Regions from separate parts of the Oryctolagus cuniculus genome. Here region 1 is linked to region 2. A link is a contact called in public Hi-C data. All regions are on one chromosome and are shown on one strand. The core of a region is the stretch at or near the end of the contact, and the rest is flanking DNA. Distances in the headings are between cores, read along the strand shown.

Region 1 (5,619 bases), core at 3,014-5,513, 240 kb before region 2:
TGGAAAACCTGTCTCTCTCCCTCTCTCTTGTCTATAACTCTGCCTCTCAAAAAAAAAAAAAAAAACACACACACACACACACACACACACACACACAAAACTTGATTTAGCTCACGATTTTGCTTTGACATCTTCAGCTGTTGACTTAGGTATCTCAAAGGCACATGAAGGTCATTGTAATCCCTGATTTTACACTTAGAAGCAGGCACAGTCTAGTTAAGAAACATGACCATGGTCACAGAGCTGGTAACTGAGTCTGGTGATGTTTAACAAATGCATAGAATTGTGTGACTACTACTACAGCGCTATAAAAAACAATATGTTTACTACAGAAATTCCTTCATGCTGCCACTCTCCTTCTACCAACCATGGCTACTTTGGATCTGTCCTTATAGGTTAGCCATTTTTCAAATATCATTTAGATGGTATCATTCAGTGTGTTCTGTTTTCAGTATGGCTTCTTTTATGCAACAGGTTTTTGAGTTTTATCTGTGTCGCCATGCATATTAATAGTTTGTTCATTTCTTGTGTAGCATTCTATTCTAGATGCAGCAGTAATGTCTGAGTTATGCACTTGCTGAAGTGATGTGTTTTCCTTTTATTCTTTATATAACCTGGATAACACTCTGATGTGAGGTGCATAGCTAATGATTTCTCTTAGTCTTTAGCTTGTGTTTTCTTTTTCTTAATGTATTTTATAAAAGTTTTTTAATCAGAAAAGGGCAATTCCTTGTTTTCATCAACTCTGCTAAATCCAATGTCAGGGATAATGTCCCTTTTGTTGTTGTTTATTTTTGTGATTAAAAAACACATACAATGTACACAATTAGTTGCTTTTGAATATCTTCTCACATACTTGTTGGTCTTGTCTCCCCTACTTATGTAGATAACATTGTAGCATAAATACTACAATCAGGCTACTTAACGTTATCCAACATACTTCATCTAGTTATCGTGTGTGTGTGTGTGTGTGTGTGTGTGTGTTGAGAGCACTTGATCTACTTAACTAGCAAATCTCCAGTGTACATCATATTCTTATTTACTGAGGTCACCATGCTGTACTTTAATCTTATAGTTGAAGTTTTGTCCCCTGTTTGCCTGTATCTCCTTTTTTCATCCCCTTTAACCATACCCAGACCCTGGTAACTGCCATTCTACTCTCTCTTACTATGAATGTCACTTTTTTTTTTTTTTTTTTTTTTTTTTTTTACAGGCAGAGTGGATAGTGAGAGAGAGAGAGAGAGAGACAGAGAGAAAGGTCTTCCTTTTGCCCTTGGTTCACCCTCCAATGGCCGCCGCGGCCGGAGCCAGGTATTTATCCTGGTCTCCCATGGGGTGCAGGGCTCAAGCACTTGGGCCATCCTCCACTGCACTCCCTGGCCACAGCAGAGAGCTGGCCTGGAAGAGGGGCAACCGGGACAGAATCCGGCGCCCCGACTGGGACTAGAACCCCGTGTGCTAGCGCCGCAAGGCGGGGCATTAGCCTAGTGAGCCGTGGCGCCAGCCATGAATGTCACTTTTTAAAAGATTGTGTATGAGTGTGTGTTTAAGATTCCAAATATAAATGAGATCATGCAGTGTTTGTGTATCTCTGGCGATTTTTCTTGATAAGATTCAGCCAGTTGTTGTAAGTGGCAGGATTTTCTTCTTTTTAAAGGGTGAATAATATTCCATTGTGTATGTGTGCCACATTTTCTTTATTCATTCATCTGTTAGGCGGTATTTAGATTATTTCCATATACTTTTTTTTAAAAAAAGATTTGTTTGGATAGCAGAGTGATGGAAAGAGAGAGGAGGAGACAAAAGAGAGAGAGAGACTAGTGGTTGCTGCCTGACTTCCAAAATGGCTGCAACAGCTGGGGCTGAGCCAAGCCAGAGCCAAGAACCTCTTCCAGGTCTTCCACATGAAGGACAGTTACTCAGTTGAGGCACCAACTGCTGTTTGCCAGGCACATTAGCAAGGTACTGGATCAAAAATCATATGGCTGAGCCTCAGATGAGCACTCCATTTTGGGCATTACAAGCAGCAACTTAACCCACTGAGCCACAAAGCCAGCCCCATATGTTGTTCACTGTGAGTAGTGCTACACTAAACGTGGGAACACAGATATCCCTTATTAGTTTTTTGTATATGCTCATTGAAGAAATATGCAAATCTTTTGCTCCTTTAATTGTTTTTACTGTTGTTGAATTGTAGGAGTTCTTCTATTTCTATATAATGTATAGTAAACCCTTATCAGATACATGGTTTGCAAATATTTTCTCTGATTGTATAGTTTGCATTTTCATTCTTGATAATGTCATCGGATGCACTCAAGTTTCCAATTTTGATATAGTTGATATTGTCTATTTTGTTTCCTGTGCTTTTGGTTTGATATTAGGAAATCCTTGCCATTTTTTGGCATATGTGCCCCATGTGTATATCTCATTTTCCAAGAACCATTTGGTGAAGAGACTCCTTTGTGTTTCTATAAAAGTTCCATAGTTTTACTTTAATATTTGTAATTTTACATTGGATCTGTAATCTATTAATTAGTAAATTTTAGTATGCAGCATGAGTTATGAATAGATGTCTATTTGCATGTGCATGCCATCCCCAATTCGCAAACCACAAGAGACTATCGTTTCTCCTCTAACCTTTTTGTTTCACCTTGACAGCCATCAGTTGATTATGTTTGTATGGGTCATTTCTGGATCCTCTATTTTGTTCTATGATCTTTGTCCTTTTGTCAAACCACACTGTGTTGATTATTGTCCCTCTATATGGTAGAACCTAAAATAATACATGTCCTCCAACTTTGTCCTTCATTTCTAGTTTTTATTTTAAGATTTGTTTATTTTGAAAGTACATTGTGACACAGAGAGAGAGAGAGAGATCTTCCATCGGTAGTTCATTCCCCAAATGGCTGCCTTGACCAGGGCTGGGCCAGGCCAAAGCCAGAAGCCATTAGCTTCATCTGGGTCTCCGACATGGGTGTTAGGGGCCCAAACACTTGGGACATCTTCCACTACTTTTCACGGGCCATCATCAGGGAGCTGATCAGAAGTCTAGTAGCCAGGAGTTTGACTGGTGCACATATAAGATGCTGGTATCACAGGTGGTGGCTTTTACCCTTCACGCCACAATGTCCACCCCTGTTCTTCATTTATTAAATTTGTTTTAGATAGTCTGCTTCATTTAACTTGCTATCTATAGTATAGAATCAAATTGTTGATGTCTGAACAATTCAGCTAGGGTTTGTGGGGGAGGGTATATTTTTTGAAGTCTGTACATCAATTTGGAGAGAATTTTCAACTTAACATTATTGAATCTGTGGTCATGAACATTTATTTAGATATTCTTTTTATTTCAGTGTATTGTAGTATAGAGGCCCTACACATATTTTGTTAAATTATTCTTAGTTCTTTTTTTTCCATTTAAAGAAAAAAACATTATTATTTATTTTGATTTTGTTTCCAAATGTTTATTGTTAGTATGCAGAAACATTGATTTTTGTGGGATTGATTACCAAAATGGAAAGTTAAAGTGTATTTTTTCATAAAGTATTTTTTCAATTATGTTGAGAAAATGTAATTATAATTATGTGTGACTCACAAATTATTTTGTTGCCAACATTAGTTCCACAAACTCAATAAAATTAAAAGTTGCTGGAATAAATTTAAGAGTTATTTTAGGTAAGATATACAAAAGATACCTTAGGAATGAGAAAATAACATAACTTTATACCAATAAACAAAACTCCTCAAAAGGTATGAGAATGCGTAAATTTAGAAGCCATGTGTTTAAATGAGTGGGAGATTTGTCCTGATCACTGTTATCTGAAGTAGAATACAGATATCAGCACTGTGTGTGAATGTGGAGACCCTCCAGCCAGACTGCTCAGTACAGTTAGTTCCCAGCTCGGTCATTCACCCATTTATGGGCCAGTCATACCACTCTGGGCTTGTGTTTTCTCATTTGTATCAATATTATCCAGGACACTGTAGTAAATCACAGGTGGATCCTTCAGGTGTCCCCAAGAGTGGGCAAATATCTACTGACAGGTTTTTGCTAATTCAAGGAATTTGCCCTTTTCTGTGGCATACCGTAGCTCAGGAATGCTAACTTTCAGGAAAAGAAATACTGTAGTATATTTCTTTTCTCTCCTTCAATTCCTGTTATGCAAACTTGTTTATGGAACATCCAGATTTAAGTGACGGGTAGGAAATTAAGCTGTTAATGCAGGAGGATGACTAAGTGAGGAAATCCGTCTTTTGTCAGCCACTCATATTCTTGTTATTTTTAAAATTGAATCTGCTTTCGGTTTCAGTGGTTAGGAGTGTTGGATATACATGGTTTAATGGATTTTGCACTTAAAATTCTAGTATCCCTCTTTTACTTACAGCTCAACAGAAAATAATGCAAATGGTCTTCTAAATGATGGATGTTGGATGATGGGTTAGTCTTATTTATGGAGTCCGTGCTCCACACCTGTTCTCTATCATAACAGCTTCCTCAGAGGATATGTTTAAAATAAATAAATAAATAAAGCTATCTTTTCAGAGCCAGAGGCATTATAAAGGTTTAAACTGAAAAATGCCAAAGTGAGTTTGGCTTTTATTTCAATCTACTTAAGATTAACCCTTTGGGGATACTTTCTGGGTTTTGAAGTTTATTACTAATTATCACATTGCTGTATATGTATTTTCTTTTCCTGAAACTATTACATTAACCCTGATATTCATGGGAATAAGGATAATGCTAATGTTATATAAAATTTTCTCATAATAAGAAGTTTACTAAAAAACAAGTCCAAAATTTTACATTTAAGGTCATCAAAGTAATATGTATAGGGTGAAAAAGATTTTTTTGTGTTTGGTGGTACATAGAAGCTTGAGCCCATACTGAATATAAATTAACATTGCTTGTATTATTTTCAACTGCAATAATTATAGCATCTATATTGCATAAACTGGTAGTTTGATCTCTTATCAGATAATACTAGAATATAATACACATTTTGGGGATCTTGTGGTTTGTCAATAATTTTGTACTTTTTAAATGACAGTTTTTACCGTAGGGAGTAGAAGAATGTAGATACAGCCATACAGCTTTTGCCTTTAATGTGTTTAAAAAGTCTTTCCTATAAAAAAGACAATTTAAACAGAGAGCCATTGGGGCTGGTGCTGTGGTACTGTGGGTTAAAGTCCCAGACTGCTGTGGCCATTGCGGTCATTTGAGGAGTAAACCAGCGGATGGAAGATCTCTCTCTCACTCTCCCTGGCTCTACTTCTCTCTGTAACTCTGTCTTTCAAATATTTAAATAAATCTTTAAAAATCTTCAGCCTGCTGGTTCACTCCTCAAATTGTTGTAACAGCCAGGGCTCGGCCAGTCTAAAGCCAGGAGCCAGGAGCTTCTTCTGGGTTTCCCAGGTGGGTACAAGAGCCCAGGGACTTTTGCCATCTCTCCGCTAATTTCCCAGGTGCATGAGCAGGGAGCTGAATTGGAAGTGGAGCATCCGAGTCTCAAACCAGCGCCCATATGGGATGCCAGTGTTGCAGGCGGCAGCTTTACCCAATACAACACAACATCAGCCCCTCAACCAGTTGTAGGTATACAGTTCAGTGGTATTAAATTC
Region 2 (5,755 bases), core at 536-3,035:
TTGCAATCTTTGCACTAGGTAAGAGCCGGTTCCTTCCTTTCCTTCCGTAGACATTTTAGGAACGGTAAGGTGAGAAATGTGGGCTTTTGCAAGGACTGAACAGGTCTTTGAACTCGCTTTAGAGCCAAGAGGACTGGTTGCATTTCAAAACACCAGCAGCCTTCCCACTGCTAAATGCTCTCAACGTAAATGCTGACACTAAACGAAAAAGCAGGGTCCCTTTCACTTTTTTTCCTAAACCGAAGAGTATCAAGTTTAAGGTCTGAGCGGTCGGACGCGTGAAACACAGGGCCGCTTATGCCGAAGAGGGGCTGGCACTCGGTATGCGGACCAACTGCGTGTTTGTTTAAGGCATTGTTGGCGACCGAAGCCCGAGAGAAGCTATGGTTTAAAACCTAAATTTCCCGTCCCTGTGTATTGCTTTCCAGTGCGCAGAGGCGTTGCTTGAACGTGGTCTGAACTCCCAGGCATTCCAAGGGGGCAAAAGCACTTGGGCAAAAACGTGCAAGTCTGCATGTTACTTGGGCTCGCCGCTGACACGCCGACCGTGCGCCGGCCTGTCAATCACGGGCAGCAGCAACAGGCGGCACATGGCAGCGGGCTGCGGGCGGCGGGCGAGAGCTGGCCAGCGGCCCGCCCCGCTCCCTCGGCCCGGCGGAGCGGGCGGCCCAGGGCCTGGGGAGAAAGGAAATTCATGAGTTTCTCTCTCTGAACCCTGTAGCGGGGATCCCGGCCGTGGACGCGCAGGGTCGGAGGACCGGGACTGAGCGCTCTCCGGGAGAGGCTGCCCGCGGACACACTGTGCCCCCCACTTGCCCGGCGTGCGGCACCGAGAAAGCGCCTCGGCCTGTGCGGGGGACAAGGGACGACGCCGGTCTCTGTTTTCTCTCTGAGAAGGACCCCCAAACTTCGCTCCTCCACAGCCCCCTCCCCAAAGCGGCAGACAACCCCCCTACTACCCCCCACCCGGCAGCGGCAGCCTCGCGGGCGCGTGCCCTCCGGGGTCCGGCCGGGGCCTGCCGCGGCTCCGCGACCCGCCCGCCCGACGCCTGTGCGAGCCCTGTCCCGGGCGCCGTGAAGTCTCGAACGCCCGTGACGTGGATTTTCACTCGTCAGGAGGCCGCCGCCCCTCCGTCCCTCCCCGCGAGGAGCGATTGGCACCCGAGAAGTACACTCTGGTCCGAGCACACCGTGCCAGTCAGCTGGCCCGTCACGCACTCTTCTCTCCGCCGCGCCCCTGCTCGCTTTTCTGAGACTCGGAGAGGCCTCCCGAAGGGACTCTGACTAGCTAGCTCTTGCCAGTCGGGCTGCAGAGGAACGGCCCCGAGGTGGATGGGACTGGAGCCGTGAGAGGTCTGCGCGCCCGGCCGAAGGCGAGCGGCCGCAGAACTGCTGTCCGCAGCCGGAAGGGGGCCGCGGGGAGCGCTCCTGCCCGGCTGCGGCGGGGGCGAGGGAGGCCGCGCGGGCCCACTCCTTGCAGCCTGGGCGATGCCTGCTCGTCCTGCGCGCCGCGGTTGATGCGGCGCGTGCACGACGCCGCCCGCACCGAGACCAGGGCCGGCTCGCTCGGCTTGGCTGCCCTCCAGCGCTTCGGCCTAGGTGAGTGCGCGGCGGCGGCCGCCCGCGGGCAGGCAGGCGGGCGGGCGGGCGGCGCGCGGGCGGGGCTTGCTCGGCGCGGCAGGTGCGGGGCTCCCGGACCGGAGGGGCAGGGCCGGGGAGGGCCGAGGCCGCGCGTCGCAGGCTCCGCCCGCCGCCCCTCGCGTCCTGGGGGCTGCGGCTCAGGGCGGTGGGGGCGGGGGAGCTCGGGGGTGGGCAGCCGGGGTGTGTGGGGGGGCGACCTTGCGCGGCCCAGGACAACGACGAGGCAGGGTCTTCCGGTGCTTAGTTGCTTGGAGCGGGTGTTGCCGTGGCCCAGGTTGTGGTCTCCACGCGAAAGATGGATTCGGGGGGCTTTCGTGGGGGTGTTTCCCTGGGTGGGGGGCAGGAGTGTCCTGGCTTGTGCCACCAGCGGGCTTTCTGCGGTGGAGTCCGCGCTCGGACGTGGGGTCGGGAAAGACCGTGTGCGCGCGCTCGTGGAGGGCGGTGAAGCCCCCCACCCCGGGACAGAACCCGCGTGCGCCGCGGAGCTTGTTTGGGGAGCGGCGGCGAGGCGAGGGGAGAGGGCACTGCCACTTTAACAGTGGGGAAGTCCGCCCTCCTGAGGTAATGGTAACCTCAGCCTCCTCCCGCCTCCTGCCGGAGCTAGAGGGAGAGAGAGAGAGAAAACTTGTTTTCATTCATAACTTTTTCCTTTTCCTTCCTCTGCGTCCACTATTTATTCCCCGCTCCTCTCAGCGCGGATTGCAGAGGGCGCAGCTCCACCGTCGTAACCGGGCAATGTGGCGGCGACGCTCCGCTGCGGCCCCTGCCCCGGCGCGCTCGGCCCCAGCGCTCCGCGACTGCGGCGTGTCCTTTAAAGTGTAGACGGACGCTCGCCTAGACGCCGGCCGCCGCGGGCTCGCTCGGAAGGCTCGGCGCGATTGGCCGGAACCCTCGGTGTCCTGCGCAGAGAGTGTGCTGGAGACCCCCGGGGACGCGGAGGATGTGACGGGATTGCCCGCACAGGTATGCCGCTTCGCCTCGCGGCTCCGGGGGCGCGTGTGCGCGCGCGGGCAGGGGCCGGGGGGCTTCCCCTTCGGGTGCCAGGCGGTAGATTTTGTTGGGGTTTTGTGCGTTTGGGAGAGTCGGGGTGGGATCTGGGCGACTTAGTCTCCCCGCCAGCGTGGACTTGGTTCCGGCCATCAGAATGAAAGTTGCGCGTGGTGGGGATGATAGGGCCCCTTTGCAGGACTCTTGGCACATTGAGAGCCCCCTCCCCGCCCCCCGTGCTCGCAAAGCTCTGGGCTGAGAAGTGGCGGTACTGGGCTGGAGGGAGGATTCGGAGCCTCCAGCAGCCCCCGGGGACCTCGGGACGGAAGGCGGCAGGCCGGGACCGTGCCGCTGGGCGCGCGCGGGGCGAGCGGCGTGAAGGCGCGGGACGCCGGCAGGGTACCGCACCGAGCGCGGGGCAGGGTCTCGGGGCGCCGGTGGCTGCCGGGAGTGCCCCGTGTTCTGCTCTGCTCCTTAAGCCGGCACGGAGTGTTTTGGCGCAGAGTCCTAGTGGAGAATGGGCAGGGTGTGTGTGTGTGTGTGTGTGTGTGTGTTTTCTTTTCATTCTTCCCGTTGGGTTGAATCTGTAGACTTGGAAGGTGTTTGTGTGAAAAATATTTTAGTTTGCCATTGATGAGAAGGGAAACGTTTTTATGCTTGGTAGGTTTTTTTTTTTTTAAATGAAGAATACATCATAAATTAGTAATCTACGACTTTTATGGAAACATAGATGTTTGTTTTTATCAGGATGTTAGAGTACTTATTTTATTACAAGAGGCGCATTGATTCAGAGCTGGCAGTACTTTTGAAAATCAAGGCCCCGTCCTCTAAATGAGGATTTTTAAATTAGAGGAAATACAGATAATTAAGATAGCCAGGATTTCCTCACACTGCTTGAAAGGCCTAACGCTTATTTGTGCATAAAAATTATCTTGTTATGTGAGTGAGCCCTTATTTAAGCTTTTAAAAAAGGCATTTCATGATTTCCAGTAGGAACGCTCAGAACATTCACAGAAATGTGCATTGGGTTTTGTGTATGTATTGTAGTGGCTGTAAAACACCAGGACCTCTTGCGTTCCTCGTGTGCTCATTTCTGTGTCTCATTGAGGAAAAGTGAGCATCAGAATCCCAATTTCTACTGAAAATGACTTGAGATTCCATTTTAGTTTTGCATCTCTTGAGGTTTTTTGCAAATGCCTGCATTAATTTCCTCCTCATCAAGCCAGTGCTTGTAGTAGCACACAAATAACAAAAAGGCAACAGCACCAAAGCCATTCTTGATTTTTTTAGAAGAATGGATCTCTTCTTTTACGCAAAAACACTGATGAACTGACAGTGAACTTTGTTCAGATGACAGCTAGTCCAGTGCTTATAGTCAGGGTTCCATATGAAGGCAAGCTCCATTTTAATTATGAGATTTGCAAACAGGAAGGCATTACTTCCTCTTGATTCCACTTTTAAAAACTTGGAAAAACTTCTAGTTTTTATGGCATGGACTCTTGCTTACATTCTTATTCTATGATGTGGTCCATAGCCTCTCTTGGAATTGGACTCTGGCCAGGACCCCAGCATCATTGTAATCCGCTGATGAAGGCGATCATAACCAGGTGGTTTAGGCAATTTGTGACTTGACAGGATCCCCCCCCCCCAAAAAAAAAAGTTTCCTGTTATTTATTTGCTTTGTCTCTCTCTCTTTTTTTCCCCATTTTGGTTTCCTTTTTAGGATTTCAGATGCATGCCAGGTTTCTACTGATTGCCAGAATCCGAGATCACTACACATGGATCCCCAAAATCAACATGGCAGTGGCAGTTCCTTAGTTGTGATCCAGCAGCCTGCTTTGGATAGCCGTCAGAGATTAGACTATGAGAGAGAGAGTCAGCCTGCTGCTATTTTGTCCTTAGACCAAATCAAGGCCATCAGAGGCAGCAATGAATACACAGAGGGGCCTTCCATGGTGAAAAGACCTGCTCCTCGGACAGCACCGAGACAAGAAAAGCATGAAAGGACTCATGAAATCATACCAATTAATGTGAATAACAACTATGAGCATAGACCTACGAGCCACCTGGGACATGTGGGACTTGCAAATACTGCCAGGGGCCCCATTTTGAGCAGATCAACCAGCACTGGAAGTGCAGCCAGTTCTGGGAGCAACAGCAGTGCCTCTTCTGAGCAGGGACTGTTAGGAAGGTCACCACCCAGCAGACCAGTCCCTGGTCACAGGTCCGAAAGGGTGATTCGGACCCAGCCCAAGCAACTGATTGTGGATGACTTGAAGGGTTCCTTGAAAGAGGACCTAACACGGCACAAGTTCATTTGTGAACAGTGTGGGAAGTGCAAGTGTGGGGAATGCACAGCTCCCAGGACCCTGCCATCCTGTTTGGCCTGCAACCGGCAATGCCTCTGCTCTGCCGAGAGCATGGTGGAGTATGGAACCTGCATGTGCTTAGTCAAAGGCATCTTCTACCACTGCTCCAATGACGACGAAGGAGATTCTTACTCGGATAATCCTTGCTCCTGTTCACAGTCCCACTGCTGCTCTAGATACCTGTGTATGGGAGCCATGTCTCTGTTTTTACCTTGCTTACTCTGTTACCCTCCTGCCAAGGGATGCCTGAAGCTCTGCAGGGGGTGCTATGACTGGATCCATCGCCCAGGGTGCAGATGTAAGAACTCCAACACTGTGTATTGTAAGCTGGAGAGCTGCCCTTCCCGGGGTCAGGGGAAACCGTCATGATTTTTGGAGGTGGGTTGGACCTCCTGAACTTCTAGCTTTCAAGTTGTGGCTGTTCAAAAAGATCCTATTAGATACTGATGTTCTTTCCCTTAAGAGTTGTTTCCTGTTTCCTGCCTTCTCTTCCTCTGTTCCCAAGGTTTGACTCATGGATTTTACTATTCTCTCGTGGATGATCATCAGCTAGAGTGGACTGTGAAACTGCACCTGGCTCCCAGGTGGGACAAGAGCCTCTACATCCACTCGAGAGGGTATTGAGAGCTGGTGGGCTTCTGTGTAGCCTTTCTTGTTCTGCAAGCAACTTTCCAAAGTTGTATGTGTGCACATACACATAAAACCCAGACGACAGTGGTTTAGAGCTGTTTTTGATTGGGTACTGTGGGAACAGGGAG

The links. Hi-C and Micro-C count contacts between places; a contact is called where the count stands out from the background.
Region 1: a Hi-C map of an unstated tissue shows a contact between it and region 2, with 3 times the contacts expected there. The contact joins the enhancer-like site here to the promoter of SPRY1 in region 2. A contact is called at or near these places in 4 of 6 Hi-C or Micro-C datasets (embryonic fibroblasts, psoas muscle, skin fibroblasts and 1 more).

Annotation. Positions count from the first base shown.
Region 1 is chr8:41,556,090-41,561,708 of mOryCun1.1, reverse strand. All of the region lies in intron 14 of AFG2A (AFG2 AAA ATPase homolog A), which reads left to right. Among named protein-coding and RNA genes, the nearest start is that of AFG2A, 150 kb to the left of the region's middle. Within about 2 kb of position 4,263, at least 1 of the 8 cell types and tissues checked has an H3K27ac peak or open chromatin away from gene starts, as enhancers often do.
Region 2 is chr8:41,313,854-41,319,608 of mOryCun1.1, reverse strand. SPRY1 (sprouty RTK signaling antagonist 1) reads left to right here and starts at 1,785. Exons shown (of 3, transcript XM_070047199.1): 1 at 1,785-1,915; 2 at 2,335-2,604; 3 at 4,352-5,755. The coding sequence starts at 4,407. The coding sequence ends at 5,366.